Linked DNA regions of Pan troglodytes: region 2 is linked to region 1. The links are chromatin contacts, called in public HiChIP or PLAC-seq maps. All regions are on one chromosome and are shown on one strand. Each heading gives the region's core, a stretch centred on a gene start, on an enhancer-like site or on the middle of the called end of the contact. The rest is flanking DNA. Distances are from core to core; before and after follow the strand shown.

The links. HiChIP or PLAC-seq counts read pairs in DNA pulled down with a chosen protein or histone mark.
Region 2: an H3K4me3 HiChIP or PLAC-seq map of stem cell-derived excitatory neurons shows a contact between it and region 1, with 2.9 times the contacts expected there. The contact joins the promoter of MARCHF10 here to the promoter of TANC2 in region 1.

Annotation. Positions count from the first base shown.
Region 1 is chr19:76,085,481-76,093,031 of NHGRI_mPanTro3-v2.0_pri, forward strand. TANC2 (tetratricopeptide repeat, ankyrin repeat and coiled-coil containing 2) reads left to right here and starts at 3,745. Exons shown (of 27, transcript XM_063799158.1): 1 at 3,745-3,883.
Region 2 is chr19:75,928,187-75,936,015 of NHGRI_mPanTro3-v2.0_pri, forward strand. MARCHF10 (membrane associated ring-CH-type finger 10) reads right to left here and starts at 2,333. Exons shown (of 11, transcript XM_009433023.4): 1 at 1,984-2,333. LOC104002963 (a long non-coding RNA gene) reads left to right here and starts at 2,404. Exons shown (of 2, transcript XR_675439.5): 1 at 2,404-2,853.

The sequences.
Region 1 (7,551 bases), core at 2,495-4,994:
AGGAAGGAAGAAAAAGAAAGAAAAGAAAAGAAAGAAAGAAAGAAAGAAAGAAAGAGAGACTTAGAGGTAACCAGGGAAGACACCATATGCAGAGGTGGGTGATAGTGCAGAGTTGAAAGGGCAAGAAAGGGCATTTTGAATGATACAGATGATGCTAAAATGTTGGGAGGTATAGGGCAAGGATGGGCTATATTATGAACAATTATTTGCAGGTTCTTATTACACGGCATACGTTACATTTCCAAATTTAAGTTATAGACTAACATCTTTACTAGAATGGATTTTTAGTAGGTAATAAAATTAGTATTCTCAGGATTTCAGGTAATAGTGACAGAAAAGGGAATCAGGGAGAGGAGTTGAGAACAGAGCTGGCTTCTTGCTGCAATGTTGCTCTCTGTCCCTACTATACCCCACCCACAACTCTGTCAGGGACATATTGTTTCCTCCTCAAAGTTAGAGTGTGGCAACAAATTATAAGACTGGACAGTAGAACGACCTGGAAGAGAATTGGCAGAATAGAAGGATGGTGGATGATCAAAAGAGCGAAGCAGTGAGTTCATTCCTGGACACTGCCCACATGAAAATGGGATTTGGGAAAGGTTGGCTAAAAGAAGTGGTGACTGATCTTTGGAAGTATGGTGAGGACAGTGAGTCAGAGTTACTCACTTTATCAGTGCAGGAGACCATGTGGGTTACAGCTATCAGATCTTACTGTGGGTAAATCCAATAAAGAGCTCTGTTGCTAAAATTGAACAACTACAGTGTTTTTCTAATTTCCAGGAAAAATGGGTTTAAAGGTTTTCATTTTGTGAATTATTATTAATTTTTTGGTACTTCCTACCTTGTAAAAAAGTTGCAAATAAATTTAAAGAGAAAAACACAGACATATTATTTCTTTAAAACACATTATTTTTTGGCTGGACACAGTGGTTCACGCCTGTAATCCTGGCACTTTTGGAGGCCAAGTTGGGTGGATCACATGAGGTCAAGAGTTCGAGACCAGCCTGGTCAACATGGCAAAACCCCATCTGTACCTAAAATACAAAAATTAGCCAGGGGTGGTGGTGTGTGCTTGTAATCCCAGCTACTTGGGAAGGAGGCTGAGGCACAAAAATCGCTTGAACTCGGGAGGCGGAGGTTGCAGTGAGCCGAGATGGCACCACTGCACTCCAGCCTGGGTGACAGGTCGAGACTCTGTCTCAAAAAAAAAAGAACAACAACAACAACAAAAAGCCCCCATTTTTTTATTATGTGATTATGTGGAGATTTGCATAACCATAAAATTGCCAGATTTAGTGCTTGTAAAATTGTGTCAATTCCATATGGCAGAGTTAAATCTATCTGTATTTCATGATGCTCCACATGGAGCACCATAATTTCTAGAGACTGCCACCTGAACTAGTTTGAAAACCAACATTACACCCCTGACTGCCTTTTGTTATTTCTCAGAGAAGGAATGTTATTAGCCTCAGTGGAACTCGCAGGGAAAGGCTTAGATACAAAGTAATCTTAAAAAAAAAAAAAAAAAAACCCAAGGAGAATTAAATAGGGTAAATTCAAGTGTAAGAAGGATAACATAATAGCTCCTGTTTCCTGAGTCCTTATTGTGTAACAGGATTTGTGCTAAGTATTTTCCAAAATTTTGTTTCATCTTTACATCCAACTGTGAGGTAAGTATTAATATCACCCACGTTAGACAGACGAAGAAAGGAAGGTCCAGAGACCTGTTCAAGGTCACACGCAGGTAAGTGTTGGGTGACACTGAGATTCAAACTGAGGTTTTCCGACTCCAGTGATGATGACATTGTAATGCTTCTTTGTGTGTATGTGATTTTAAAAAACTGACATGAAGTGCACAGATCTTTTTGCATATGTATACACCCGGGTAACCATTAAGATATTGAATATTTCCAGCAAACCAGAAGGCTCTCTCCTGTCCCCTCTCAATCAATTCCCCTGTAAGTAATCATTACCTTGCCTCTAATACCATAGGTAGATGGGTTTTCATTAGATTAATCTAACTTTCTGGAGTTAACACCAAAAGATTCCATATGTCAGCCCTTCACCTTGCCATGTTAGCTGTATTATTCAAAGCTGCTCTAGCTCTGACTTTGCAAGCATTCACTGTAAAGAAGAGCTGTTGGATGGACATGTTCATATCCAGTTTCTTGTATTGTTCTGAAATTAATACTAATTTTTGAAAATCGAAGAAACTCCTGGATGAAGTGCTACAGGATGGGGCAGATTAAAGTGCTGTTATCAAACAAACCTCTCTACCTTGGAAGCGCCACAGACAGAGCTTCCTTGATTGATGTAATTTGGCGCATCTATTTCCAATCATGTCATCTGATTAAGAAGTTGGATGACCACGAAAGGTCATCTCAGTTTATGGAAGGGAAGGCGAGCCGGGCAGAGTTGGTAACGGTGATTGTTTCGCATCATCTCTCAGCACGCGAAGATGTTTATGTCCCAAATATCTTCCACAGCCGACTTGCTGTTTTATGATAGGAGGGAAACAGTAGAGGGGAAGAAGATCTAGGTGGAGGGTGAAATATGACCTAACATCGTTCGACGAGGTATTAATGTGGTGGCTTTCCCGCCCTTGTCGACCAGCTCTTAAAACCACGCTACTTCTTAGTCAACCTGGCAGTGACAGAAGCAGCGCCACGACTTTACCTCAGGTTTGCAAGCTGTGGTTGGTGAATTTTCAGCCATTATTCTAAATAACAGTCTCGGTCTCCCCACAAACCCCACTGTTGTTTTGTTTTTCTTTCTCATTCTGATTCTCCCCACAGCCAACCGTGGCCTTTTGAAGTCGTCTACAAACTACCACTGAGAATCCGGGAAAGAATAACTGACACTTGTAGGCTTCGAGGACTCTCAGAGTGATATGTGCCTGAGGTGACCAAAGTGGGGGAGATCTAGGAGAGCGTTCCGGTCATCAAAGCAGGAGGACAGGCCCTGAAATGGGCGCACGTGACAGCAGAAGCCACCTCGAGAGTGACATCACCCCTGAGGGCGGAGCCCAACTATGTAGGGCCTGGTCAGTTACCGAGCTTCCTCCCTGCTGCCCCTCCAAATGCCACCCACAAGTCCGAGCCCCCCGGGGATACGAGAAATGCCAGGACATCCCAGAGCGCCGGAGCCAGGGCCCCGTCTCTCCGCGCGGAGGACGGCTGCGTCCCCACTCCCTCTTCCAGCCGTTCCCCACCCCCAAACTGTGGAAGGGGCGGGGGCGCGCGCGCTCCCCCACGCACGCGCCCCCACGCACGCGCGCTCCCTCCGCGCTCGCGCCCCTCCCCACCCCGGCCCGGAGGGGGCGGGGCTGCGGGCGGCCTCAGAGGGTGCGACGCCCCCAGCGCGGCGGCGGCGCTAGCGAGCGGCCGGCCGGGCGCGGGTTGCTGGGCGCGCTGCTCCGGCGGGGCCCGCTGGCACAGCCGCCTCGCGCGAGCCGCCCGCCCGGCGGGGGAAGCTGCGAGCGCTCCGAGCGCCCGGCCTAGGGCCGCTGGCGCTGCCCTCCCGCCGCCACCGCCCTCCGCGCCTCCTTCGGGCGGCCCCGCCCCCATTCCCATCCCCCTCGCGCTCACCTCCCGGCTGTGCCGCGCGCTAGGCGGAGCGAGGCGCCCGCCGCCGCCGCCGAGCCGAGCCGAGGGGCGAGAACTGGCCCCCGAGCCGCCGCTGACAGGAGCACCGCCGCGGGCTGCGCTCGCCGGCTGCGAGGCCCCGCCGCGCCGTTCCGGGGTGCAGACTCGCCGCGGGGCGTTGGAGGACTGCGAGGTGCTCCGGGAATCGCGGGCGGCGCCGGCGGGCGGCGCGGTCCTCACAGGAGACCCCGGGGACTGGGGCTTGACCCGGAGGTGCAGAGAGCCCCTCAGAGCGGCAGGTAAGGGGCCCGGGGAGCAGGGCGAGGAAAGGTCGCTTCAGTGACAGGGTCGTTCGCCTCCACAGCCTCGGCTCCGGGGAGAGGGGCGGGGGCGAGCGGGGAGACGGCGAAATGGGCAGCGAAGTGCCTCGGTGTCCAAGGCGTGGGGAAGGCTGGCTCCGAATATGACACCAAGGCGGGCTTCAGAGGCGTGTGGGGTCGCCACTTGGCTGTCACCGAAGATGTCATGGAATTTGGTACCTAGAGCGTCTCTGGATGACGGGGACCAAGGATAAGATGCGAGGCGGATTGCTAAACGTGGCAGGGAATTGGTGCAGAACGAGTTGCAAAATGTGCCCCCAGAATGCAGCATAAAAGTAGTTGTGAAATGTGCCAGGTAAGGCACAGGATGGGCTGGCCTGTGTGGCGTTGAAATTCATGGTCGAAGTGTTATTAGCGATATTAATAATTCCTCTGGGAAAGGAGGTGTAGCATAATAAAAGATTAATAAGGCTCATTGCTAGATATTTTGCCATAGGAAATCGGGAGGAGCTATGATAAGCTATTTTTTTTGAGGTAGAGAAAGTAACCACGTGAAAGAAAAAAAGCAAATTGTGTCTGGCTGTGAGATTGGAAAGAAAAAATAGGGCTAAAATAATTCCAGGTTTTGCCATCAGCGTATAGAGCACTGGTACAATTGTATCCAGTCTTCATTTCCAGGTGTGGAATGTTTAGAATGGTCTTCACAAAACATAAACAATGATAATTAACATTAGGAAGAAGATTTGGTGTTTCGGGTGTCTTTCACTCTCTTCTCTGCTCCTCTCCAGGAAAAGAAACAAACAAAACCCCAAACGTCTTGACCATAATTATGAGTTAAAGATCATTAGGCAAAGGGAAGTATTTTTCGTATGTGCCCTTTTCCTGATTTTTACACAGGTGAAAATATCTGTAATGAGGAAAACAAAACAGTGTGGTGAACAAAAGGGATAGATTTTCAGGCATTTTGAGGGGTTGGAGCCAGTATCTATCACAGTGGTTAATTACAGAGAACGGCAGTACTAAAATATTCTTGTATGTTCTTGGTGATGGGATGGTGAAATAAAAAAAAAAAGAATACAGTAAATTGGCATAAAAAGCAACAACATGGATACTGTGAGTGGAGTGCTTCTTGCAGCATTTCCCAGGTAGATCCTCTTAGGGATGTGAGCACGAAATAAAACGTTAAACATTCTCTTTCTCCCTCTCTCTTGCTCCCCTCTGTATCTAGATATTTATTTGTGTCTCTATATAGATATATGTGCATGTATATTATACATACATAAGAAATTACCCACATGCTGCAAAACATTGTGACTTCCATTTAAGAACATCTGTTTTGAGAGGATTGTCAGAACATAGCTGGAATTTCAGAAGTAACAAAAGACAACTCCATGATCTATTTAATGTAACTTATATGTATGCATACAATGAGTGTGAATATACTATATAACGAAAGCAGAAATATGGAAATGTGTTCGTTAGAATGTACTTAATTATTGATGAGATTTTAATGTTTTATGTTATAATTCTTGTAAAGAAATTAAATTACATGTGTGAATGCTGTTCTCATTATAGTAATTTGCCAGATAATCTGAAAATTCATACTGATTGGCTTTCCCTTAGATCCAAATTCAGCCATTGAGGGATCATTTGCTTCAAAGACAAAAATAGATTTTCCTTGGTGATTGATTTTGGGTTTTAGTCTTTTCTGTAGATATGTCCCTTACCTTGAGAAGCTGTTGGGGCTGAAGAACAGAGGAAAGGGCCAGAGGAGAATAAAGAGAATTCTGTTGGGTCTTCCTGTTTTGTTCTGACTGTAAGCCATATGTACTGCCACCCCCTACTGTCTGTAGGAAGAGGTGTTACAGAGCCCGATTCGTTTCTTGTTATCACTGCCCCCTTGTGTAAGGGAAGAAATTGATAGTTGCGCTCGGGGAACCAGTCCTCTCAGATTGTTCTTGATAGAGTATTATGTAGATCTGTGAATCACCTATTTTCTTCAGAGTTGAAGGGCTTTAAACTTACTGTTAATCAGGCCTCAGATTTGGTGTCTATTTTAAATATAGGTAGCATTTGATGTTAGGAATTCAGATTGCTTAAGAATGTTTTTGGTACTTTCAGGAAGAGGGTGCAATACAATTACTACTACGTTCTTCCCTTATTGTATGCAGGGGATTGGTTCCAGGACCCCCACATATGCCAAAATCCTTGCATGCTCAAATCCCGCAGTTGGTGTATGGAACCATGTATAGGGAAAAGTCGGCCCTCAGTATACTCGGTTTTTGCATCCCATGAATACTGTATTGCTTGAAAAAAATCTGCATAGGAGTAGACCAGCACAGTTTAAGCCCATGTTGTTCAAGGGCCAGCTGTACTAGTAGTAACAGCTCACATTTATGTAGCACCTATTCTTTGCCAGTCCCGTTGTACATTGTTTTAATCAGTTCCAACACCCTATGAGGTATGTGTTGTTATTTCTGTTTTACAGATGAGAATCTGAAACACAGAGAGGTTAAATAACTTGCCCAATATTATCTAGCTGAGAAGTAGAAGAGCTAAGTTTCCATTTAGGAATGCTAGCTCCAGAACCTGTGCTCCTCATTAATATGCTATATTGCCCTCTCACTCAAGGTAGTATTGGCAAGGCATAATTAAAATGCATGTGCCCATCATAAAGCAAGTACTATAGATGTGGATAAACCTGGACAACTCACATAGATGTTAAGTCTGCATATATACAAAAGATACAGGTATTTGCAGTGTGAACATTTCTCTTTAGGAATTTGTTTTTTAACTTATTTCTGGGATTATGCGTAGAGGAGTATTAGTACTTTTTATGTGGTTAAGGAAATATTTGTGATGGTGGTTGGTTTGAAGGGAACTTCAGAGGTAAAAAGTTAATTTCAAGTAGCTTAATATAGTGTGTGTGTGTATATAAATACGCATTCATTCATACACACACACACACACACACACACAGCCTTTTTAAGAGCACCAATAAACCTTTACTGCTTATTTTCTGTAGGGAAATTAAGGATAAATTACAATATTTTTCTTCCTACTCATATTTTTATGATCTTTTTCATTTATATTAAAAACTACCATAATTAGCACAAATGGATTAGATGCCTATGTACATTTTACCTCTAATGTCAACAAATGTTTGTTCAGATTTTTCTCACACTTAAACATTGTTTTATAAGATATTGGCCACGTATGACAAAGTATTTATAAAAATGTGTAAAATATAAAGACTTCACAATGCAGCCAACACTTACATGCCTTTTACCCAGTTTAAGAAATGGAACATCATCTTTCACAATTATAATAGTTATTTTCTTCTCTTAGCCAAATTGCTTCTGCCATTCTTTTTCAACAGAAACCTTTCCTTATTGTGCTGCGAATTGCATATCTCATGTAACCAAACACTTCCCTTTTTATATACATTTGTTGATATGGGAATTCAATATAATCTACTGCTTATGGCTAAAACTTATTCAGCATATATGCTTACGTAATTTAATATATTTAATAAATTGTCATACACTCAGACTATGCTTTGTATTTGTATTGGTTACTGGTTGGTAGTTCATTTTAGCATACTTCACTTGTAAAACTTAATTTGGTTTGCAAATTAGGATTTTACT
Region 2 (7,829 bases), core at 1,083-3,582, 160 kb before region 1:
GTATTAGTGTCAGACCAAGAAGATGGTGGGTTACCTCAGTATAAGCAAACATTCTCTGTGTTTGCTTGAACTTCATACCGCACTCAGTCAGTTTGAAAAACTGACCAGGATGAACAAGAAACAGAAATAACAGTATGGAAATAAAACTACATGAGATAATGCTTAATTCATGGATCTCAGCTTTGTGGGCCTACTCAACCAGATGGCCACTTGAAGCCAAGAATTTTTCCCCAGCAAACACAGAGGGTTGGGGTGGGGGTGATAATAAAATGTGAGCAAGGCGCATGTTTCTAAAATAGCACTCTGTATTCTCTTCTATCGCTCACCTTTGAACTGCTTCTTAATTTAAAACCCACTCATGGTTATGCACACTTCTGTTTTAAATCTTTCTGGTGATAATGTCTTGTGCCAAATCTGTGCTTTAGAAATCAACATAAGAAGCCATATTAAGTAGGGAGAGAGAAAGGAGGAGGGAGTTGGAGGCAGGTGGAGAAGGAAGGAGGGGGTCCTGCCTTGCTGAAAGCAAGAGCGAGTAATTCTTCTTGGCCTCAAAATTCTACATATCTGTGAAATTTTAATGGGGGAATATTCTAAGAACTTTGTGACATACACATTCTTCTCTAGTGTAATTTTCCAGTGAATTCCAACCAAGTTTTCCTGACTGAGGGGAACAGAATCTGATTGCAGAATGTTTTTCAGCGCTCTAAAAGTCATGCATGCGTACCATCCCTCTGTTTTATGACCACATTTGTCAAAAGAACTGATTTGAAGGAGCCTGTTCTTAATAACAATCAAAGTCTTATTGGTTTCTTACTATGTTCTCATAAGAGAAAGACATCACTAAAGTTAATATTCTGTTAAGCAATAAAGGAAATGTAAACAATCTAACCTCCTCCTTAGACGGAAGGTTGCTTTGAAATAAAATCTAAATGGCTATTGTTAATACCGGACAATCAGGCTCGAAAATTACTCCCTTTCCACAATTAGGTGATTGGAGAAGGATTTCAGGAGACCTTATTCAACCTTTTCCCCAATTGATTAATTTGTAATGTCAGACATTATAGGATTTGTTTACATCTTAGCTCTAAAAAAAACTTTGCATTTTAAAGTCTTAGCTTATAAACATGTCTTGAGTATAAGCAACAAAGTTTACGATTTGGACCCAATTTAAGAATACTGTGACTGCAGAGAAAAAGGGGGAATTGGTTGGGAAAGGTAAGGAGATCTTTCAACTCTTCCAGCCAATTTGGCTTAAGAGTTGGGGGCGGGGTGGAGGGTGGGGAACAGACTTGTTTTTGGCGGTGACTCTTCATTTTACTGTGAAACTAGGAGAGATAGGTGGTCACATTTCGACCATCAAGCCCAGAAGAGAGGAGAAACTCAACGTGTAATTGGGAAACTCTGGGGGAGGAAACGTCACAGGTTTGACAAGCAATTCAGTGCCATCATTAATAACAATATCTAGCCAGGGAAACATAACGAGACCCCTTCTTTACAAATAATTTAAAACATTAGCCAGACATGGTGTTGGCCTGTGGTCCCAGCTACCACCGGGAGGCTGAGGCGGGAGGATCGCTTGAGCCTGGGAGGTCGAGGCTGCAGTGAGCCCTGACTGCACCGCTGCACTCCAACCTGGGAGACAGAGCGAGACTCCTTCTCAAAAATAAACAAAATCAATATCGACCATTTCGCATTCAGAAGCCCAGTGGGCCATGGTCTGTGTATACCTTTTCTGACCAGTGGCGTCTGCAGGAAAGAATGTGGGTGCGGGCGGCTGCCAGTGAGCAAAGGTTCACGGTCTCCCCCAAACCTGTCCCTTTGAGACAGAAAAAAGCTGGGGCTGGGGTCAGCCGAGGGGAGGGGACGGCCAGGCCACCGGATGTCAGGCCCGGTTTCCCTCCAGAATCTTGTAAGTCGAAAGGGAAGGTTGTCCCCCATCCTGGGAGAACTGGAGCGGAGCGGCGGGGGCGAGGGGGCCGTTACCTGTGGGTCTGCCCTTCCTCCCCTGCCGGGGCTAAAGGGGTCGAGGGGCTGGGCGGGCGGGCCGGTCCAGGGCGCAGGAGCCGCCCATTAATTGCGCGGGGACGGCCCTGAGCTCCTCTTCCTCCTCCTCTTTTTGCTTCTTCACTCCCTACACCTGCCCCTCTTCCTCCTCCTTCCCTGAGGCTGCTTTCCGCGGCGCCGGCCGGCCTTGCCTGGGGCGGAGGCGGTGGGGGCGGCTACCGGGCGTCCTCCGGTTTCCCTAGCAACCGCGCCTCCCCGCCCCCGCGCGACCAGGTGCAGCCGCCGAGAGCACGGGGCGGGGCGGGGCTGTGGCCCCGGGGTCCCAAGCCAGGCGTGGGCGCCCGCCGGTTGCCGTGGGAACGAGGCGGGCTGCAGTCGGGGAGTCAGAGCCACGCTGGTGGGCAGAGAAGAGATGCCCAAGGAGGAGGCGGTTGGCATTGTCTGGGTGCCCAAGCCCAGACCCAGATATCCAGGCCTCCGCTCCCTTCCCTGAAAGGGTGCTGTGCTTCATAAAAAATGAGATTAGAAAACGAGAGAGGAAAATATTTTTAATGGAATCAGGGAATGTGAAAAGCAGTACATGCGAAGAGGGAAAGATACTGCAGTCCTGGAGTTCGACCTCTGCAGAGGACATCTGGAATGCTCTGGTCCAACACGAAAAAGAAGAAATAAGCGATGAAGCCAGGCACCCAGTCAGTGGCAGAACCGACATTAGAGCCCAGGCCTCTTCGTAATCAGTCGTCTTCACCCCCTTTCCAAGGAGAGAGGTGCTTAGAGGCCTAGACCAGGCCCTACAGCTTTGGAGCCAGGGCACCAGAACCGCTACTACCCTCACCTTCTCTGTGCCAGGTTGATTTCTTTCTTTTTCTTTTCTTTTCTTTTTTTTCTTTCTTTCTTTTTTTTTTTTTTAGACAGAGTCTCGCTCTGTAGCCCAGGCTGGACAGTGCAGTGGCACGATCTTGGCTCACTGTAACCTCTGCCTCCCGGGCTCAAGCGATTTTCATGCTTCAGCCGTCCGAGTAGCTGGGATTACAGGCATGCGCCACCACACCCGGCTAGTTTTTGTTTTTTGTTTTTTTTTTAAGTAGAGACGGGGTTTCTCCATGTTGGCCAGGCTGGTCTCGAACTCCTGACCTCAAGTGATCCGCCCGCCTGGGCCTCCGAAAGTGCTGGGATTACAGGCATGAGCCACCTTGCCCGGCCTTGCCGGGTTGATGTCTGTCTGTGGTTCTCATGGGCAAAGATGACTCCCCTATTTACTTTGCATATTTAGGCTCTCAACTTGTCAACTGATGTCAAGTTAGGGTATTTTTGATTGAGTGGAGAGTAAGGTAAAGGAAGAATAGAAATTCTTGGAACTTTCATCAGTGCCCGGAATCCCTAGGTGTCTGTGGTTTGACCGTCTTCTCAACACCTCCCCTTCCCCCCATTCAGTTGGTGCCAAGTCCTTGGCAGCGTCACATTCTTCTTTCTATTCTTATCACTCTAGTTTTGGGCTCCATGACCTAGTTTTGGGCTCCATGGATTATTCTGAGGGCCTCCTGGTCACACCCTGGGCGCCTGTCCTCCACACCCTATCTTCACCATTTCCCCCATCCTATAAGCAGCCTACATCTAATGTTGCTGGCCCCCTGCTTAAAAAGCCCTGAAAGGTTCCTCACTGCCTGTGGAATGAAGTCCAAACTCGTCACTATGACTTTCCCTGTGCCCTCCCCCACAGTTTCCTTTCTTGGTTTTTCTCCTTCATCACTTCTTCACTCATACTTCAGCCAGATGGGACTATGTGTTACACACTGAACATTTTTACTTGCCTTCACACCAGCTTCAAAAACATATCATGAGCTGGGCAGAGTCTAGACAAATGTACTTAGCTGAAGTCTTTCCACTGGGCACTTTCCCGTCTGAACTTCACTGGTCCTCCAGCAGACCCTAGGATCTTTTCATCCCTAGTAGCCCAGTCTATATTCTGTTCTTGTTCTCAGCTGATTATCAAGTATTCCTTAGTAAAGCATTAACTGATAATTGAAGTATTAACTGATAAGGATGTAACCTAAGAACTTGCCTCATGGTTTTTGCCTTTCAAAAGGATATGCTTTGGGCCAGGCATGGTGGCTCACGCTTGTAATCCCAGCACTTTGGGAGGCCGAGGCAGGGGGATCACCTGAGGTCAGGAGTTTTGAGACCAGCCTGGCCAACATGGTGAAACCCCATCTCAACTAAAAATACAAAAATTAGCCAGGCGTGGTGGCAGCCACCTGTAATCCCAGCTACTCAGGAAGCTGAGGCAGGAGAATTGCTTGAACCCAGGAGGCGGAGGTTGCACTCCAGCCTGGGCGACAAGAAACTCTGTCTCAAAAAAAAAAAAAAAGTTTGGATGCGCACACTGGGTTGAAACTATAATAGTGAAATGATAGGTAGGGAGCTTGTTCTGTTGGCGCGAGGACCCACCTCAAATAAAAATAACAGAGGAGGAAGTTGAAGCCCAGGTTCTCACCTTGTTGAAGGTAAGGGACATGACCAGAACATATGGTAAGTACCAGAACCAGGGTTCAAAAACAGGGCTTTCCATCTCCAGTAACTTGATGTTGCCCACTACTAAGAAAAGCACCTTGCTACTTCCTGTACCCAGATTTGTCTCCTTCCACTTCAAGATCTATTAAAATAATACTATCTATCTCAAAAGATTGCTGTGGGAATTAAATGAGAGAGGACAAGCAAAGCATTTCACATCATGCTTGGCACATAGAACTCAATAATTGGTAGCTTTGCTTTATAAGGCATAACTTAAGATTTTATTGCATGTGAATGTTAACCATAAATATTTAAAGATTTTTATTTATTTTTAATTTTTTAATTTTTTTTTTTTGAGCCAGAGTCTGTCACCCAGGCTGGAGTGTTAATAGAGCGATCTTGGCTCACTGTAACTGCCGCATCCCAGGTTCAAGCGATTCTCCTGCCTCAGCCTCCTGAGTAGCTGGGACTACAAGCGCGTGCCACCATGCCCAGCTAATTTTTGTATTTTTAGTAGATACAGAGTTTTGCCAGGTTGACCAGGCCAGTCTCAAACTCCTGACATCAGGTGATCCACCCTCCGCCCCCCCAAAGTGCTGGGATTATAGGCGTGAGCCACTGTGCCCAGCCTAAAGATTTTTAAATAACAAGGTCTGGAGAAGTCACTTCATATCTCAGCTTTAAACTCTTCCACATGTCAAGTGTTCTTGAAAATTAAGTTATATGAAAAAATCATGGTGCCTTTGAAAGAGGGTAATAGTGCCCAAGGTCAGCTCATAAAAAGCTATAGAGCAACTCCAACTTTAGTGTTTAATGAGTAAATTTAAGCTAGGCATGTAAATTACAAATAAGATTAGTTCTGGCATTAAAAAGCAAAGTCCTTAGGAGGAGAAATATTAAAATGAAGAAGAAAAACTTCTCCTGGTTGGGGAAAGGATCCTACTCTTCATTATTTCCTGCATAATGTTCCTGGTAGAGATGAATAAGTAAACAAAAAAACTTAAGACTTAAGTGGATGGTAGATTCTAATGCTCCCTCCTGCTGATCTAACAAAATACCTTAGACTAGCTAATTTGTAAACAACAGAAGTGTATTGCTTACAGTTCTGGAGGCTGGGAAGTCCAAGATCAAGTCATCTGCAGATTTGGTGTCTGGTGAGGGCTCACTGTGTTTTGTATATAGCATCTTCCCTTTGCATCCTCATATGGTGGAAGGGACAAACTCCCTCAAGCCTCTTTTATAAGGGCCCTAATACCATTCATCATGGTGAAGTCCTCATGACCTAGTCACCTCCCAAATGGCCCGCCTCTTAATACCACTACAATGGGAATTAAGAGTCAACATGAATTTTGGAAGGACCTAAGCATTCAGACCATAGCAAGCATGAAAAAGTTCTTTAATTATATCTAAGAGTTCTGCAAAGAACAACTTCAAGTATAAAGTTTCAAAAGTAGACTGTGTATTAAGTTTCAGAAATAACACTTTTGAGGGAAATATTTAATGCAAAGAGTAAGCTGTGCAGAGGAATAGGCATACATTCTAAGTCTCCCAAGTTTTTTGAGACAGGGATATCCAACAGCTTCATGGACACCTGGCCCAGCTACTCACTTGAGCTGGAGCAACCCACCCTCTATCTGCCTAATATTTTCTCTTCCTGAGAGAGAAAGAGTCTAACTAAGAGAGTCTCTTTGTAACTAACTATTCAGAAGCTCTCCTATTGGGCATAGAGTTTTATGCCAAGTGACTTCAGAAGCAGATGGCCTCCCTCAGATACAACTTAAACTTGGTCATTTTTGCCTTGGTCATGGGATCTCGCCATGACTAATGGGTTCCTGTTCTCATCATTGAGGCCAGTGTGGTGTTGCCTTCATCCATGCACACAGCATGAACTGAGGCAGTTTGTTTGCAAAAAGAATCTCTAGGAATAGCTTTCCTGAGAAGGGAACTGTGGACATGTGAGTCCTTTAGAGCTCCATGGGTTCTCCTCCAGCATGCCATTGTGCAGGGGCTTTCCCTGATTCATTTTCAAAACTGGCTAATGACTTATTGGGTATACCAGGGGCCGCTGTGACATTCTGCATTCATCTTGTAGCTGTATTTGGCCAGACTGTGGGTATGCAATGTGATAATCTCTCAGTGTCACTCATTAAAAGTCATCCTTTATTGATGTCATTAGATGGTTAGAGAGCTTGGTAGGCTTTCAAGGTGAGCCTTCTGGATTATGTACATACAGTTGGCCCTTAAACAGCATGAATTTGAACTGCCCAGGTCTACTTATACATTGGTTTTCTTCCACCTCTGCCACCCCTGAGACAGCAAGACCCACTCCTCCTTTTCCTCCTCCTCCTCAGCCTGCTCAGCATAAAGACAATGAGGATGAAGGCTTTTATGATGATCCGCTTCCACTTAATGAATAGTAAATATATTTTCTCTTCCTTATGATTTTTTTTGACAGGGTCTTGCTCTGTTGCCCAGGCTGGAGTGCAGTGGTACGATCTCAGCCCACTGCAACCTCCACCCACCAGGCTCAAGTCATCCTCCCACCTCAGCCTCCCAAATAGCTGGGAACACACGCGCATCCCCATGCCTGCCTAATTTTTTTTTTTTTTTTTTTAGAGATGTGGTCTCCCTGTATTGCCCAGGCTTGTCTGAGAATCCTCAGCTCAAGGGATCCTGTCGCCTAGGCCTCCCAAAATGCTGGGATTACGGGCATGAGCCACCACACCCAGCCCAATAATAGCCATTCTAAATAGGGAGAGAGAATATTTCATTGTGGTTTTGATTTACATTTCTTTGATAATAGTGATGTTGAGGACTTTTTATATACCTGTTGGCCATTTTTATATCATCAGAGATGGCTATTCAGCTCATTTGCCCATTTTTAAGTTGGAGATATATCTCCAACTTAAATGTGTGTGTGTGTATATATATATCCAACTTAAATGTGTGTGTGTATATATATATATATGGCTGTTGTTTGAATTCCTAGTATATTCTGAGTATTAATTCCTTGTCAGATGAATAGTTTGCAGGTATTTTCTCTCATTCTTCAGATTGTATCTTCACCCTGCTGATTGTTTCCTTTGCTGCACAGAACGTTTTTAGTTTGATATAATCCCATTTGTCTATTCTTATTTTTGTTGCCTGTGCTTTTGAGGCATATTCATAAAATCTTTGCCAAGACCAATGGCTTCAAGTGTTTCCTCTATGTTTTCTTCTAGTAGTTTCACAGCTTCAGGTCTTATACTTAAGTCTTTAATCCATCTTGAGTTTATTTTTGTATATGGTGTGAGGTAGGGCTCTAGTTTCATTCT